Linked DNA regions of Mus musculus: regions 1, 2 and 3 are each linked to region 4. The links are chromatin contacts, called in public Hi-C and promoter capture Hi-C maps. All regions are on one chromosome and are shown on one strand. Each heading gives the region's core, a stretch centred on a gene start, on an enhancer-like site or on the middle of the called end of the contact. The rest is flanking DNA. Distances are from core to core; before and after follow the strand shown.

Region 1 (3,159 bases), core at 610-3,109, 1.1 Mb before region 4:
CCCCCTACCTTCATGTCCCCATCTCCCCACCACACACCCATTTTTTAAAAGTCCATCAAGTCTAACTGCACTGTCCATGTCCTCCTGACTGTGTGGCCACCCAGGAGCACGGCCAGCACGTGATGCCCTTCCTAGCCTTCTTGGCAATGAAACCAACTACTGTTCTTTTAGAATGGGTTTCTGACATCATTGTCCCATGAAGCCTTTCTCCCAGGTGGGATTAACCACTGTTTCCCTTGTGCCCTACAGAACACCAGCACGGCTCACGGCAGGGCGTTTGTTTATATTTGCATCTCCTCCACCACTGTAACTATAACTCAACAGTGGAACCCTATTACTCTAAAACAGTGCTGGTCAGAAAGTAAGTACTAGGTAGATGTTTACTGTTGGAGGGAGGGGCATTTATCTGGTTCATACAACCTCCTGTGCTTCAACATTATCTGTAAACAGCCATTCATTGACTTGTGCATATATATATGTGTGTGTGTGTGTGTGTGTAATATTTGAGTATTATCTAGTCTGAGGGCCCATGCCTTCAATCTCAGCACTTGGGAGACAGAAGCAGTCACCTTTCTGTAAGATCAAGGCCAGCCTTGTCTACATGGAAAGACCCTGCCTCAAAAAGAGAAATATCAAGCAATGGATTATGTGCCAAGCAGAGGTGAGTTTACTGGAAAACCAATGAAACTTAAAGTTTAGATCCCCCAGATTTGTACCTTTCAATGCTTTGGGCCATTGTGTGTGTGTGTGTGTGTGTGTCTTTAAAAAGACAGGCAGACTGTATATGACCCCCTGGTACTCCAAAAATAACATTTACCCTAGTGTCATAGACACAAAGGGATATAATGCAAACAATCTTTTTTTTTCCTGTTTAGTGGAATCAATAATTGTTCATTCGTTCAACCATTCATTCATTCAAAGAATACTTACTAAGCAATATTGTCAGTAGCACATACAGAAATACTGTCAACATGTTCCTACCCTTATGGAAAAGATTTCTATGTTGGGGACACAGAAGCCGGTTGTGTCCAGAGAACAGGAAGCAGTTTAGAGGACAGTTACAACACTAGTGTTGCTTAAGTGTTGCCGCTCTGAAGGGAAAAGCTTTTACCCTACACTGGTGATGTCCTAAACCAATCTCAGGAGGTACTGAGTCCTACCTATGCCTGGAGGCAAGGATCAAGGAGCGTTCAGCTGAGCGTGGATTTTATTAAACCCTACGAGCAAGAGGAGGTCCAAACAGATTCGTGGAAGGGCGAGGGGAGATAGTGGTGAGCTTTGCGACAGGAAGTGTCAGACTGTGGGAACTCTTGGCGAACTCACTGCCTCAGAAGGTTATAACCTGATTTCAAGGATATCCAAGCACCTCTAACTTACTTCCTTCAGTGCCCAGATATGCGTCCCTTCGTGAGAATAAACCTGTCGCCACCCTGAGCCAGCTGTTAGGTCGGTGAGACAGACTCTCTGTCTTGCTAGAGACTCCCTGTCTTCACCGAGAGCTAAAGAGATAGGCCCAGTTTGGGGTCCAGGGGCCGCGGAGCGTATGCGCCCCTAGCTCCCGCCCGCCGTTCCCATAGCAACCAGCTTACCACTTCACGGGCCCGGCTGGAGAAGTCTCCCTTGGGCCGAGGGCTTCTGCGGAACAGCTCGTCCCGGCTGCCATCGGCCCCGCCACCCACGGCCACTCCCAGAGCCTTATTCCGCGTCTTCACTGTCTTGACGCTAGCCCGGAAGAGCAGTGTGATGTCCACCGCCATAGCGACCCGCAACCCAGGGCCTGAAGCCGGCCAGGCACACGTCAGCAGCTAGCGACCCCGGCAAGAACTCGGTTGCTGAGGGACGTTCCGATTTCGCACTCCTCCGCCTGGGAACTGTGAGCATAGAAGAAAGGTTCCGCACTCCGCCCGTGTAACGCGGAGAGTGGAGAAAGGTTCCGGCTTTAACCCAGAGCCGGAATTCTCCGTTCCAGACAGCTACCCGCAGTGCATCGGCACCCCTTTCTCCTCTCTGCAAAACTCAGCGGGATCAGACGCTCGGAGATTTCCCAGTCTGGACTTCAGGAACGAAAGCATCGGGAAGCTAGAAAGATCGCTCCCCTTATGATTCTTTAGGAGACGGGCGGGCGGTTTGGTTGACAGGTGGGGAGTATCACACTTTTGACTTTTGTCATCAAGGGATCGCCTTGAGTAACAATGAACTATGACCATCTGAGTTGCAGGAGCTAGGAAAGGGTACGTGTACAGAGGTAGGGGCCAGAGACCTTTTTTCTTCAACCTTCAGCCAGTTCGGTAAAGTGAAGCCAGCGCCTTTCTTGGAATGCACAGAGAATTAAACAGAATGTGTGTATAAAACGTCCTCGTGCTGTTTAACTCTTAGTATACAGCTAGTAGATGTTGCCGTTGTTGATAATATGGTTGTCCTCAGTCGTTTTGTTTTGTTTTGTTTTGTTTTGTTTTGTTTTTCGAGACAGGGTTTCTCTGTGTAGCCTTGACTGTCCTGGAGCTCACTCAGTATACCAGGCTGGCCTCAAACTCAGAAATCCGCCTTCCCCTGCCTCCCAAGTGCTGGGATTAAAGGCACGCGCCACCATGCCCTCAGTCTTCTTACTTATAATGTAGAAGAGGCTTAGAGCAGAGATCCCTGAGCGGGGATGTGGAGAGCAGGAACTTATCAGAGCCAGACGAAAGTGAAGCATTCTGAACTTCATGATATCATGTTAGGTTCCTCCTCAATAAGCACTTTTGAAAAGCGCTCTCTTGAATCATAGTTATCAAAGAGAAAGAATGAAATGGAGAACAGAGTTACGTAATTTGACTAAAGTCAGCTAGTAAAATTTTTCTGAGCACTTGGTTCATGGTTCATTTTATTTTTGTGTGCACCTTTCATTAAAAATACAATTATGCCACTTTCTCTCCTTCCCTTTTCTCCCTCCAGCCTCCTCAAGTCCTCTCCCTCCAATTTCTTCCATGTCTCCCAACTCAATCTCAAGTTGATAGCTTCTTCTTCTTTAATTATTATTGTTGCATATATGTGTAAGTATCCATGGATATGCCAGCACAATCTGCTGAAACTGTTGTTATTGTGTATGTGTCTATGGCTTCAGGGATAATCACGTTGTATTGGACAACCAATTAGAGGGTTCTTCCATGGGATAGGCTA
Region 2 (3,225 bases), core at 2-2,501, 1.9 Mb after region 4:
TGAGGCTAGTTTGGTCTATATAGTGAATGCCAGGATAACCAGAGCTAACCAAACCAAACCAAAAATAGATCTCAGAAAACAGGTGCTAACGTCTGCAAACCACCAGGGTTCCAGATATACTGAACCCTTTTTGTGGAAACACAAAATACAGCTTAAAACTATTAAAAAAAGAAAAAAGCACCACTCCCCCCAAATATCCCCTACCCTTGTCCTCCATGTATCTCCCTATTGGAGACCCTTTCTGGTTGTACTGGTTAGTTTTGTGTCAACTTGACACAGCTGGAGTTATCACAGAGAAAGGAGCTTCAGTTGGGGAAATGCCTCCACAAGATCCAACTGTAAGGCATTTTCTCAATTAGTGATCAAGTGGGGAGGTCCCCTTGTGATTGGTACCATCTCTGGGCTGGCAGTCTTGGTTCTATAAGAGAGCAGGCTGAGCAAGCCAGGGGAAGCAAGCCAGTAAGGAACATCCCTCCATGGCCTCTGCTCGGCTCCTGCTTCCTGACCTGCTTGAGTTCCAGTCCTGACTTCCTTGGTGATGAACAGCAGCATGGAAGTGTAAGCCGAATAAACCCTTTCCTCCCTAACTTGCTTCTTGATCATGATGTTTGTGCAGGAATAGAAACCCTGACTAAGACACTGGTCATCCTTACCAGACGACTCTTCTGCCTGTCCCTCCTGGGCCCAAACTGCTGGTGCCTGTACCAGACTCCTGGGTTCCTCGAGCACCAGGTTGTCACCAGGCCAGGCCATGTCCCCAACAGGCTTGCTGGGCCTCACTATGTCCATTGGATTTTCTCCAGGGCTGCAGGTGCAGAGACTAGGCAAGTGCACAAAGCCTTCCAAACAGAAACCCCGGAGGGGAAGTGTCTGGGATGTGTCCCAAAGACGGAGCTGAGATAGCTGCTCCCGGGTTTAATGGCAAAATCATCTTCCGCCGCACTTCTTGTGTGATTACGAGGAGTGGGGCGGTGCATAAGTGCGCTTTCCCAGCTGCTTCTCCTTACAGCCCCGCTAGTGAGCTCTGAATTTTGCAGCCCCAGCGTGAAAATACCTTGGGATAATTGCTCTTTGCTGGTGTTGGGCAGGGCGGAGCCAGAGACCGAAAAGTGGGCAGTCATATGGGCGGGGCCTGGGGTGGGCGGGATCGGATTGAGAAGGGAGGCGGGGCCTCGCGGAGACCGGTTGATGGGCGGGGCTACAGATGGGCGGTCCTACAAGACCCAGTCCTGTCAGTCTGCTAGCGCTTCAGAGGAAGATGGCGCCTCGAAGAGAGAGGGTCTCTACGCTGCCCCGGCTCCAACTGCTAGTGCTGTTGTTGCTGCCGCTGATGCTTGTGCCCCAGCCCATAGCAGGCCATGGCGGCAAGTACTCGCGAGAGAAGAACGAGCCGGAGATGGCCGCCAAGCGCGAGTCCGGGGAGGAGTTCCGCATGGAGAAGCTGAACCAGCTATGGGAGAAGGCCAAGCGGGTGAGCGGGGCCAGGGAGACGCGCGGGGATGGGGGCGAGGTGCTGCGTGTGAGCGAAGGAGAGCAGGGCCCTGATTGAGAGGCCAACATAACCTCTGGGACGGGGAACGGCCTACCCTTTGTACAGCCCCCCTTTAAATGTCAGGTGGGCCATCTTGACCTCACTTGTAATAAGAGACCCATAGGCCCTAAAGGAACTTGGTGCTGGTGTCAAGGGCCTGTGGTTGCCTTTAGTGCAATTAGGGACCCTAAAGAATGAGTGACACCCACCCTTCCTAGCTGTGGACACCTCTGCCCAAAAAGCTAATTTTCCAAAGAGCCAATTCAGATGGAGGTAGAGGGGAGGGGGGGCACTTTCTACATGGGGCCAGACTTGGAAGTCTTTTCTTTATCTGTATTTACTCCAATGAAAGAAAAAAAAAAACGGTGCCCTGAGATAAGACTGTATGGAGATTGCAGAAGCCCCAGTTGCTAATGGAGCTGGTTAATTTGGGTAAAGCAGTTCCTTAGGGGATTGGAATTCCTTAGTATAGGTAAACACTACACCCTGTCTGGGGAATGCTGAAGTTAGATTTAGTAGCTATGCTAATCTCTCTTCCTTTTGAAATGGAGATATCCAGAGCCTGAGGGCTGGCCTGGAACTTGGGTCCCCTCCCAGATTACAGTCCTAGGCTAGGACTTGGGCTTTTGTTTAAGTATTCTTTCAGAGCCACACTATCTTCCTCTAGAGCTTGCAGAGGGTTGCCCTTTAGCCCTCCAGCTTAAACATTCCTGAGTTTGAGGGGAGAGTAAATAATTTGCAAACTAAGTGATTTTTTAAAATAAAACCGTGTAGAACTTTGGCCCTGGAGACTTTGGATGGAGAGGTAGTTGGGAGGTTGGCTTCTGGGGAAGGGGAGTGGTGCCTCACAGACAGCTTAGTGGCCAGCCAGTGTCTTTGAGAGACTGCTGCAAGAGGGGGACAAGTGTCCAGCCTGCAAAGGTTTAGGACAGCCCTGTGGCCTGGAAAAGCAGTTCAGCTTTCTGGGGGAAGGGTCCGGGAGCAGAGCTGGGAGTGGCTGTGTGAAGAGCATGGGAGCAGTGGGAACCATCTAGGGTAAAAGGCTGGCTGTCCCTGACCGCCATCTCCAGGGGTGTGCCCACGGGATGAGTGTGCTTCACCTGGGATTACCCAGTAAGATGAGGATGGGGCCACGAAGACATTAGCAGGTACCGTCGAAGACTGTTGGGGAAATGTGGTCTGCTGTCCGTAGATCCTGGGGTCTCTTTCACTCAGAAGGTGGCCCCCAGTCCTCCACATGCACATCCAGGTGACTTTCATCCTCACTCTGTGCCTTGGTGGTCTCCTGGACCTCCACCATGGCCACTGATCAGTGGCAGCATCAGATTATATTTCTGCTGGTTGTCCACAGTCTGATGTCACTGTGCGGACGGCTGCTCTCGTCATCCTGTCTAAGCCTTGGGCTGCACGTCATTCCAGCCCTCCAGCCCTAAAGTTCTGCAGGGGATTTGCGTTCACTTTTTCTGTTGAACGGAGGGGGACATTCGTTCTTCCAGTGGCTTCCCTTACAGGATGTCCTGTGTCTACTCCCTCTACTTCCAAGGAGCCTAGGCCTTGAGGACATAGGTTGAGTTTTGCTGCTTTTCTTTCTAGACAGGGAGGCTTCCAGCTGGGTCCTACCTGCTAGGTCACCTGAGCTCAGGGGGAGAGCACCAGGTTCTTATCTTTCATGTAAACATTTGGGTTGGGCCTTC
Region 3 (3,504 bases), core at 865-3,364, 1.6 Mb before region 4:
TGCATGGGAACTTCAACTATTTCACACACCCGAGTGCCCCCTCTACTAAAACCTGGAAAACTTGACGCATGGTACATGATTTTTTAAAGTGCAACAGAGTCTGGATTCTGCCAGAGAGCTTGGCCCCAAAGTGTTTTGTAGGATCACTCTCAGTGTCAGTACCAAGGCTTGATGCACATAGGACAGCTATCAGCTTGTAAAGAGCTTGGAGCTGGTGTTACCCCAGCAGTCTTTGTACCATGCTGAGTGGGAACTTTAGTGTGGTTTAGAAAGGTTATCGCTGTTATCTAAAACAATTCTAGTAAATAAGAAAGTCACAGTCTACACTATCTTCTGTCCCAGAATCCTAGGACAGACCTCTTGCTTGTTGAAAATATCCCTAGCACATCCCTAGGACAGTGCTCGACCAGACCCAGGGAAAGTGTCTTTCATCTGCACAGTGCAGTGAGGTCGCTAGAAGACTAACAGTGGGACTGTTCTGAAATCATAATTGTAGTTAAGGAGCCATGTGTTGCTGGTGGGCAGTTTGGTGGTTCTATGGCAACATCAACAATGCAAATGGGGAAAGCAAACTAAGGACCCCAGGAAGTTGCAGTGTAAAGGCTGGGACAGACAGGTGAATCATTGAGATAGTAGCTGGAAGTCACCACTTTTGAGAGAAATTAACCAGGTGGTACTGGCATTCCTTCTAGGCACCACCCCACAGTTCCCTGCAACAAACAGGTATGCCTGACTCACTATAAAAGGGGCTACTTGCCCCTTCCTCATTCTCTTCTCTTGCTCCCTTCCTCTTCTGTCCCTTTTCTTCCGGATCCCCGCCCCCCCCCCCCAAACCAACTCCAAATGTTCATGGCTGGCCTCTACTCTGTCTTTCTGTCTCTACTATCCCCTCAACTCTCCTCCCCATGTCCTAAATAAGCTATTTCCATATTATACTGTTCTGTGGCTGGTACCTCAGGGGGAGGGGATGCCTCAGTTCAGGATGGGCCCTCAGAGGCACCCCTTTCCCCCACAACATACTGCACCTCCACCAAACATATCCCTGGCTTCTTTTTCTTTTCTTTTCTTTTTTTATATAAAACATAACAGGTGGGATCCCTAGACAAGCAATCCTGGCAAACAAAAGGTCACAGAGGGCAGGGGGTAACATTCATAGAACCTTAAAAATACTAGTCTATCAGCACAAGAGACTAGGTACTAAGGAAAACAGACTTTTCAAAAAATACTGAGGTTCCCACACAGGACCTACCGAGTACACTTAAACTCTTCTCTACGAAACCTGGGCACTCCTATAGGCTATAAATTCATTTAACTGCTAACTAGATGGCAGTTAAGATTAAGATAAGCTAGAGGAGAATCAGGTGGGTGTCCAGGTGAACCAGGAGAGTGGGGTGGGACTGGTCCGCAGGGTAATTAACAAACCTGGCTCCAAAGCAGAAATGGACTTTTTCATTTGCTGCAAATTCCTAAGAGCTCTCCTTTGAAAGCCCACTTTCCGGGTTTCCAACTAGGGCTTCAGAACTTTTCAATCAAGTAACCAGAGGACTTCATCTTGCCCTAATCAAAACCTGCGAGACTCAGAAAATTCCAGGTTTTGCTTTCTTTCCCTCTCCATGAAAAGAATTCCACCCTCACGCCCTCCCCAGAGCGTGTTAGGAAACAACCCCTGCCATCCTTAAGAATTACAGTTCTTTATTCTTGGCTTCTTTGCTACTAGGAAGTTTCATGCAGGAGGGAGAGGGAGTGAGACGGGGAAGTTCCTAAACATACCCAGTGAAAGGCAAACAAACAAAACCCCATACGCCCAGTGGCTTCAAGTCTTTTGCAAGCCGGGGCGCCAAGCTGGCGTTGGAAAGCTCGAGAAAGATCTGCTCCACAAGAAGGCTCCCGGTGCAAAGGCAGACAGCCCAAGAAAAAAAACCCTCCCGCCCCGCACCTACAACCCTCCGCGCCGCCTTTTCACGGGTCGCGTCACGTCACTTCCGGGGCGGGCCCGCAAGCGGGGCGGGGCGGTGTCCGCGCAGGCTCGTGGGGCTGCAGCCTCCGAGCCGAGCGCTTGACTATATATGGTCAAAGCTGGGGGCGAGCCGCGCCGGGGCCGCGCTTCCGGGTTGGGTTGTCCGCAGCGGTAGCGCGCGGGGCAGGCGCGTACGGGTCTCGGAGCCGGGTCTCGGACCGCCCCCTCCGCGCCCGGCACGCCCGGCGCCGCCTTCCGCGCTGTCCCTGGGCTCGGCCACTGCGAGGTTCCACTCGAGCGCAGCGCCGTAACAAGTGGGCGAGGATGCCGTACGAGATCAGTGAGTGCGTGGGCCTCCGCGCGCGGCCGCCGGCTTCTGGGGTCGGGTGCAGGCGGGAGGGCGCGGCCGGGGTCTTGCACGGCCGCGGGGGTGCGGGCCGGGGACCCCGGAGTGGGCGTTGTGGACTGGGCCGGCCGAGCTGCGGGAGGGACCCCGGGGCCTGACCGCCGCCGCCCGGGAAGTCCGCCGGTCGTGCCCGCAGGCGGCAACAGGTGACCGGCTCGGGACCCCCAGCGCTGACTGACTGCAACTCCCTGGGTCCCGCGAGGCCGGGATTGCCCCTCATGCACCGTGCCGGGTTTGTATCTCCCCAGAGAAGGTGTTCGCCAGCCTCCCCCAGGTGGAGCGGGGCGTCTCTAAGATCCTCGGTGGAGACCCCAAGGGCGATCATTTCCTCTACACCAATGGCAAGTGCGTCATCCTAAGAAACATCGATGTGAGTACTCTTGTGCCCGGCGGGGCCTGCTTCCGTCCCTACCCTGCGAGCTACCTTCAGAGTCGGGAAATTCTTGCCCTTCCGCCCCCTCACCTCCCAGTCAGTTGGCCTGGGGAGAGGGGAGCCACGCCCCTTCTGCCCAGGAGCCACACCTTGGAGGCTCAGTGGACTGGACTGGACTGGTGGTGGTGTCATCCACCTCTACCCCCACAGCCCCGTAGACTGGCAAACTAAGACTTGGGTCTCTTCAGTCCTTAGAGCCAAGGGCTTTGAGTCTGCTGCTGCTTGATCATGGGGTGGCTGTTGATTGGCCCTTCCTGAGCCCAGTTTCCGCATTGGGGAAATGGAGATAGGGAAATGATCCTCCACTTCCCCTGGCTGCCTTGGCTGGCTGAATGAGCTGGTCAGCTGTCCTAATGCTGTCTGTACCTGGCATAAATGGAGCACTTGGTAAATGGCCCTTGTGCTTAATCATCCTAATACCCTGGGCTTCCTGGTATGCTAGAGCCCAGGCCTACACACCCTGTCCTCTGAATGCCAACTGTTACAGACTTGAGTCTCTGAGAGGAAACAGGAACTAGTGAATTCCTCTGGATGGTTCTCTGAAAATGACCTGCTGTCCCCAGAGCAGCAGCTTTTTGGGAGGCCCTTGCAAATTCATGTTTTTTTCCTCTGGTTGTTGAAATGAGTCAGTCTGCTGGGCCTCCTCTCCATTTCCAGGATGTGGCTCAAATCTTGTCTCTCCCGTGCTCAGGCCTGAGGAATGGTGTA
Region 4 (3,532 bases), core at 543-3,042:
GTGCTTGTGGTGGTGTGCTGGGAATCTCAAAAATAGAAGGAAAACTTCACAGAGATGACAAATGCTTGAGCTATGTTTACCCTGATTTAAATCTCTCTCTCTCTCTCTCTCTCTCTCTCTCTCTCTCTCTCTCTGTGTGTGTGTGTGTGTGTGTGTGTGTGTGTGTGTGTGTGTGCTCCTCAAACAGTACTCCACATACCTGTATAACTTTCATGTATCAATTAAACTACATTTACATTAGCAGTAGCAGACGCTGACATTTGTCCCTAGCTGTGAAGTGTTTGGAGGAGGAGGAGCCTTTAATGGGTGGTTAGGCCATGAAGGGTGTTGATGTCTTTTGGAGGGGTGCATTAATTACTGTCATCTAATTAGTTACAAAGAGTGGCGCCTTATGTTTTCTACTCTTCTGGTGCCACCCACCTTTCTCTCTGTTTTCCTGCACACGTTGATGCAGGACAAGGCCCTTGCCATGTGCTGCCTGGTCCTGGCTTCTCCCACCCCCCAGAACAATGAACCAAATAAACTTCTTTCCTTTGCAAATTACCTAGTCCCAGATATTCTGTCATAGCAACAGAAAATGCATTAAGACAATTAGTTACCATGGAAATGTGAATTGCTATGGCAGAGGCCACGTTTCCTTTTCCATATTGGGAGAAGTTTTTTTTTTTTTTTTTTTAATGTAACCCCTCCAGCAGCTCTAGCAACTTGTTTTGGTAAGGCAAGGCTATAGTTCTGAAAAAGCCACTGCCATCTGGTGCTCCTGCTTCTTGAACTTGCCCCACCTCGCCCCGAAACAGCCACCCCACACTTAGGGGGTGAACCTGAAAATCTCTGCTTCTGAAAGGGCCCCAGATGGAGGCAGGACAGAGTCACTCTGCTGGGATAAGCTTCCTTCCTCTGTGAGCCTAGCTGGGGTACTTGAGATTAGACCCTGAGCAGGTGCAGAATCAAAGTATTTGGTTGTAGTGGTTCAGTGAGCAACCTCCTCCTGATAAGATGGTGATGCTGTCTCTGTCAGCCTGACCTGTTGGTGCAGATCACCGGGGCAGGTGCAGTGAGATGTGCGGTTCAGGAAAGGAAGGAGCACGGAAACAAGACTGTAGTTTTGATCTCCAAACCACACCTCTCAGACACTCCTGAGGAAAAAAAAAAAAAAAAAAAAAAAAAAAAAGGAGGGGGGAGGGGCTTCCAACTGCCTGAGCCTGGCATTATCGTCTGGCTAATCTTTAAAGAGTGCTGAACTGCTTTTGGGTTTGGGTTTTGATCATTTAAGGCAGTACTTGGTAGCACGTGCACACACACTTTTTGTACTCGCTGCTACACTGGGGAGTCCTCTGTGTATCTCAATGCGTCGGAATTAGGGCGCCTGGCACGAAGTGCGCGACCTTAGTCAGTATTGTAATAGCCGGTCTGAAGTCTGAAGATGGGGCCTCACGATGCAGAGGCGGGCCAAAGGTGGCGCGAGACTTGTTCCTGGGTCCAACCACCTGTTAAGCAGCAGGCTTACAAGCTTGGGTCAGGAAAGAGATGTCCTGGAGGCGGGGCGGCGAGGGGGCAGGGCCGGGGCCGAGTCCACTCGGAAACTTAAGCTGTGGGCCGGCCAGACCCGCCCTCTCGCCGCCATCTGTCCTCCTGGCGACCCAAGAGAGCAAGTCGCTGCAAGGCGAGGCGCTCCGTGATTCGCGACAGCACATAGTGATTGGCAGGCTTGCCGGCGACTTAACGAGCCGAGTCTCCCTGGGTCGCAGCAGGAATGGAGGGTGGCAGAGGCCCCGCCCAGGCCCCGCCCCCTTTCCCGGGGCCGCGCTGAATGTAGGGCCGCGCGCTCCGCCTGCTCAGCTGGCCGCTGCAATCTCCGCGGTTTCGGAGCAACTTCGCGGCGGGCTGGGAGGCCCAGCACTGCGGCCGGTAAGTTCTTCAGGGTCGTTGTGCCATGGCCTTGGCCTTGGCGTTGGGCGCGCAGTGTCAGGGAGGGTTTCGGAGCGCTGGGTGGCGCTGCTCTCCCGGCCTCAGTTTCCCCTGATGGGTGGCAGAGCCCCAAGTCCACTCCAAGTTGCTAGAAGTTGGAGGCCAGGACTCTCGCTGCTCCACGGAGCCCGAGGCGTCTACTGCCCCAACTGGGCCAGTTGTGCCCAAGCCGTGCGCCTCTCACTCAGCCCTGGAGTCCCGGCACTCCCGCAAATCTCCCTGCATGACCGCGCTGCGGATGGGGACAGCGTGTCGGAGAGGCTGCCCACGCTCCAGAGCTGCCCCATCAAGACCTACATCCCTGGACTCCCTACCCAGGACCATGAAGGACCTGATTCCTGGGGCGCGTGGGGGCTCAGCCCACCCAGGAGCCGTGTGTCTGTTTCTTTCTCTTTCCTGGTCCTCAGAAAAGGAGGTAGGAACCCTTGGGACCCGCCCATAGTTACCCACCCTATTAGGTACCTGCTGGCCATTGTGTGACCCCAGCTCTGGTATGCACCGCACCTAGAGGAACTTAGGTTCTGGTCAGATGAACTGGAAGCCTTCTGGAAAATCTGATCCTGCACTTTTGGGTGTGATGGAGCTGCGTCCTTTCAACGTATTTTGTTAGTTATCTTTATATGAGAGTCCAATAAAACAGCGTTTTAGTTTCTTGGAACTATCTCCCTGACACTGTCACCCTCCACCGTGTACTCGGGCCCCTAGTCCTAGGGGTAGGACTTACAGTTTCCATTGGACACAGAGGCTCAGTAGATTTGGGGCCTGGACAGGACCACACACCTAATGGACAGAGCTAATGAACCTCTACCCCCTCCTCCCACCTCCAATTCCCTCCCCCTCCCCCAGGCAAGCAGGTGCAGCCCTTCCTCTGTCACCTTGGACAAAGACCCCAGGTGGTTGGCTGGGACTTTCCTCTCTAGAATCCAACCCTCACTCGGACCCATGTCCTAGGCTCTTGAAGGCCATGGCGATCACAGGGGCTACCTCCCCAGTTCCCTCACCTGTTGACCTATGTCTCTCTGGTGCTGATGCCATTCGCAGGTACTTTTTCATCTAACTAGGAATCTAGAGAGAGTTTATGTTCCAATTTCTTCCTGAATGTTCCTTGGACCTCCTCAGATACAGGCAGGATTGGGTAGAGATGCCCCTCGCCTTCTTTCCCAGGTACAAGCGTGTAGAACACCCCAGTGCCAGCCTCCCTTATGCCTTCAGAAGGTTTGGGGTTGGTCGCATAGGAGACCTAGTTCAATCTTGGCCCCGAAACACTACACAGATGCCAGACGTGTCCTTGTCCCTGGTGGTGATGCAGTGGCAATGGATAGGAGCGCTGTTCTCTCCAAGGTACCCTTTCTCCCACCTTTCTTACGTTAGAAAGGAGGTTAAAGCCCCCAGCCACATGCCAAGCCACTTCTGAGTCCCCACTTCTTAGTTCTTACTGAGTCCAGTTCCAATCTTTCTGGCGTCCTGTCTGCCCCAGCGCTTGCCCTGTTGTAGGCCTCTCATTCTGCCTGGATGGCTCCCATGCTCCTCTCTGGTCTTCTGTAGCTCCAGCCACCCTCAACGG

Evidence for each region. Promoter capture Hi-C pulls out the DNA fragments that hold promoters and counts their contacts. A called contact is a pair of places that touch in the nucleus more often than the background predicts.
Region 1: a promoter capture Hi-C map of liver shows a contact between it and region 4, with 2.4 times the contacts expected there. The contact joins the promoter of Stx18 here to the promoter of Wfs1 in region 4. A contact is called at or near these places in 3 of 39 promoter capture datasets (the 3T3-L1 cell line and liver) and 1 of 115 datasets of contacts at active chromatin or transcription factors (astrocytes).
Region 2: a contact with region 4 is called in a Hi-C map of uterus, with 6 times the contacts expected there. The contact joins the promoter of Lrpap1 here to the promoter of Wfs1 in region 4. A contact is called at or near these places in 1 of 484 Hi-C or Micro-C datasets (uterus) and 1 of 9 other capture datasets (adipose tissue).
Region 3: a contact with region 4 is called in a promoter capture Hi-C map of liver, with 3 times the contacts expected there. The contact joins the promoter of Wdr1 here to the promoter of Wfs1 in region 4. A contact is called at or near these places in 1 of 39 promoter capture datasets (liver) and 1 of 115 datasets of contacts at active chromatin or transcription factors (bone marrow-derived dendritic cells).

The regions. Positions count from the first base shown.
Region 1 is chr5:38,037,930-38,041,088 of GRCm38.p6, reverse strand. Stx18 (syntaxin 18) reads right to left here and starts at 1,859. Exons shown (of 11, transcript NM_026959.3): 1 at 1,590-1,859. The coding sequence starts at 1,757.
Region 2 is chr5:35,103,725-35,106,949 of GRCm38.p6, reverse strand. Lrpap1 (low density lipoprotein receptor-related protein associated protein 1) reads left to right here and starts at 1,251. Exons shown (of 8, transcript NM_013587.3): 1 at 1,251-1,471. The coding sequence starts at 1,259.
Region 3 is chr5:38,560,309-38,563,812 of GRCm38.p6, reverse strand. Wdr1 (WD repeat domain 1) reads left to right here and starts at 2,114. Exons shown (of 15, transcript NM_011715.3): 1 at 2,114-2,297; 2 at 2,612-2,733. The coding sequence starts at 2,282.
Region 4 is chr5:36,987,242-36,990,773 of GRCm38.p6, reverse strand. Wfs1 (wolframin ER transmembrane glycoprotein) reads left to right here and starts at 1,792. Exons shown (of 8, transcript NM_011716.2): 1 at 1,792-1,908.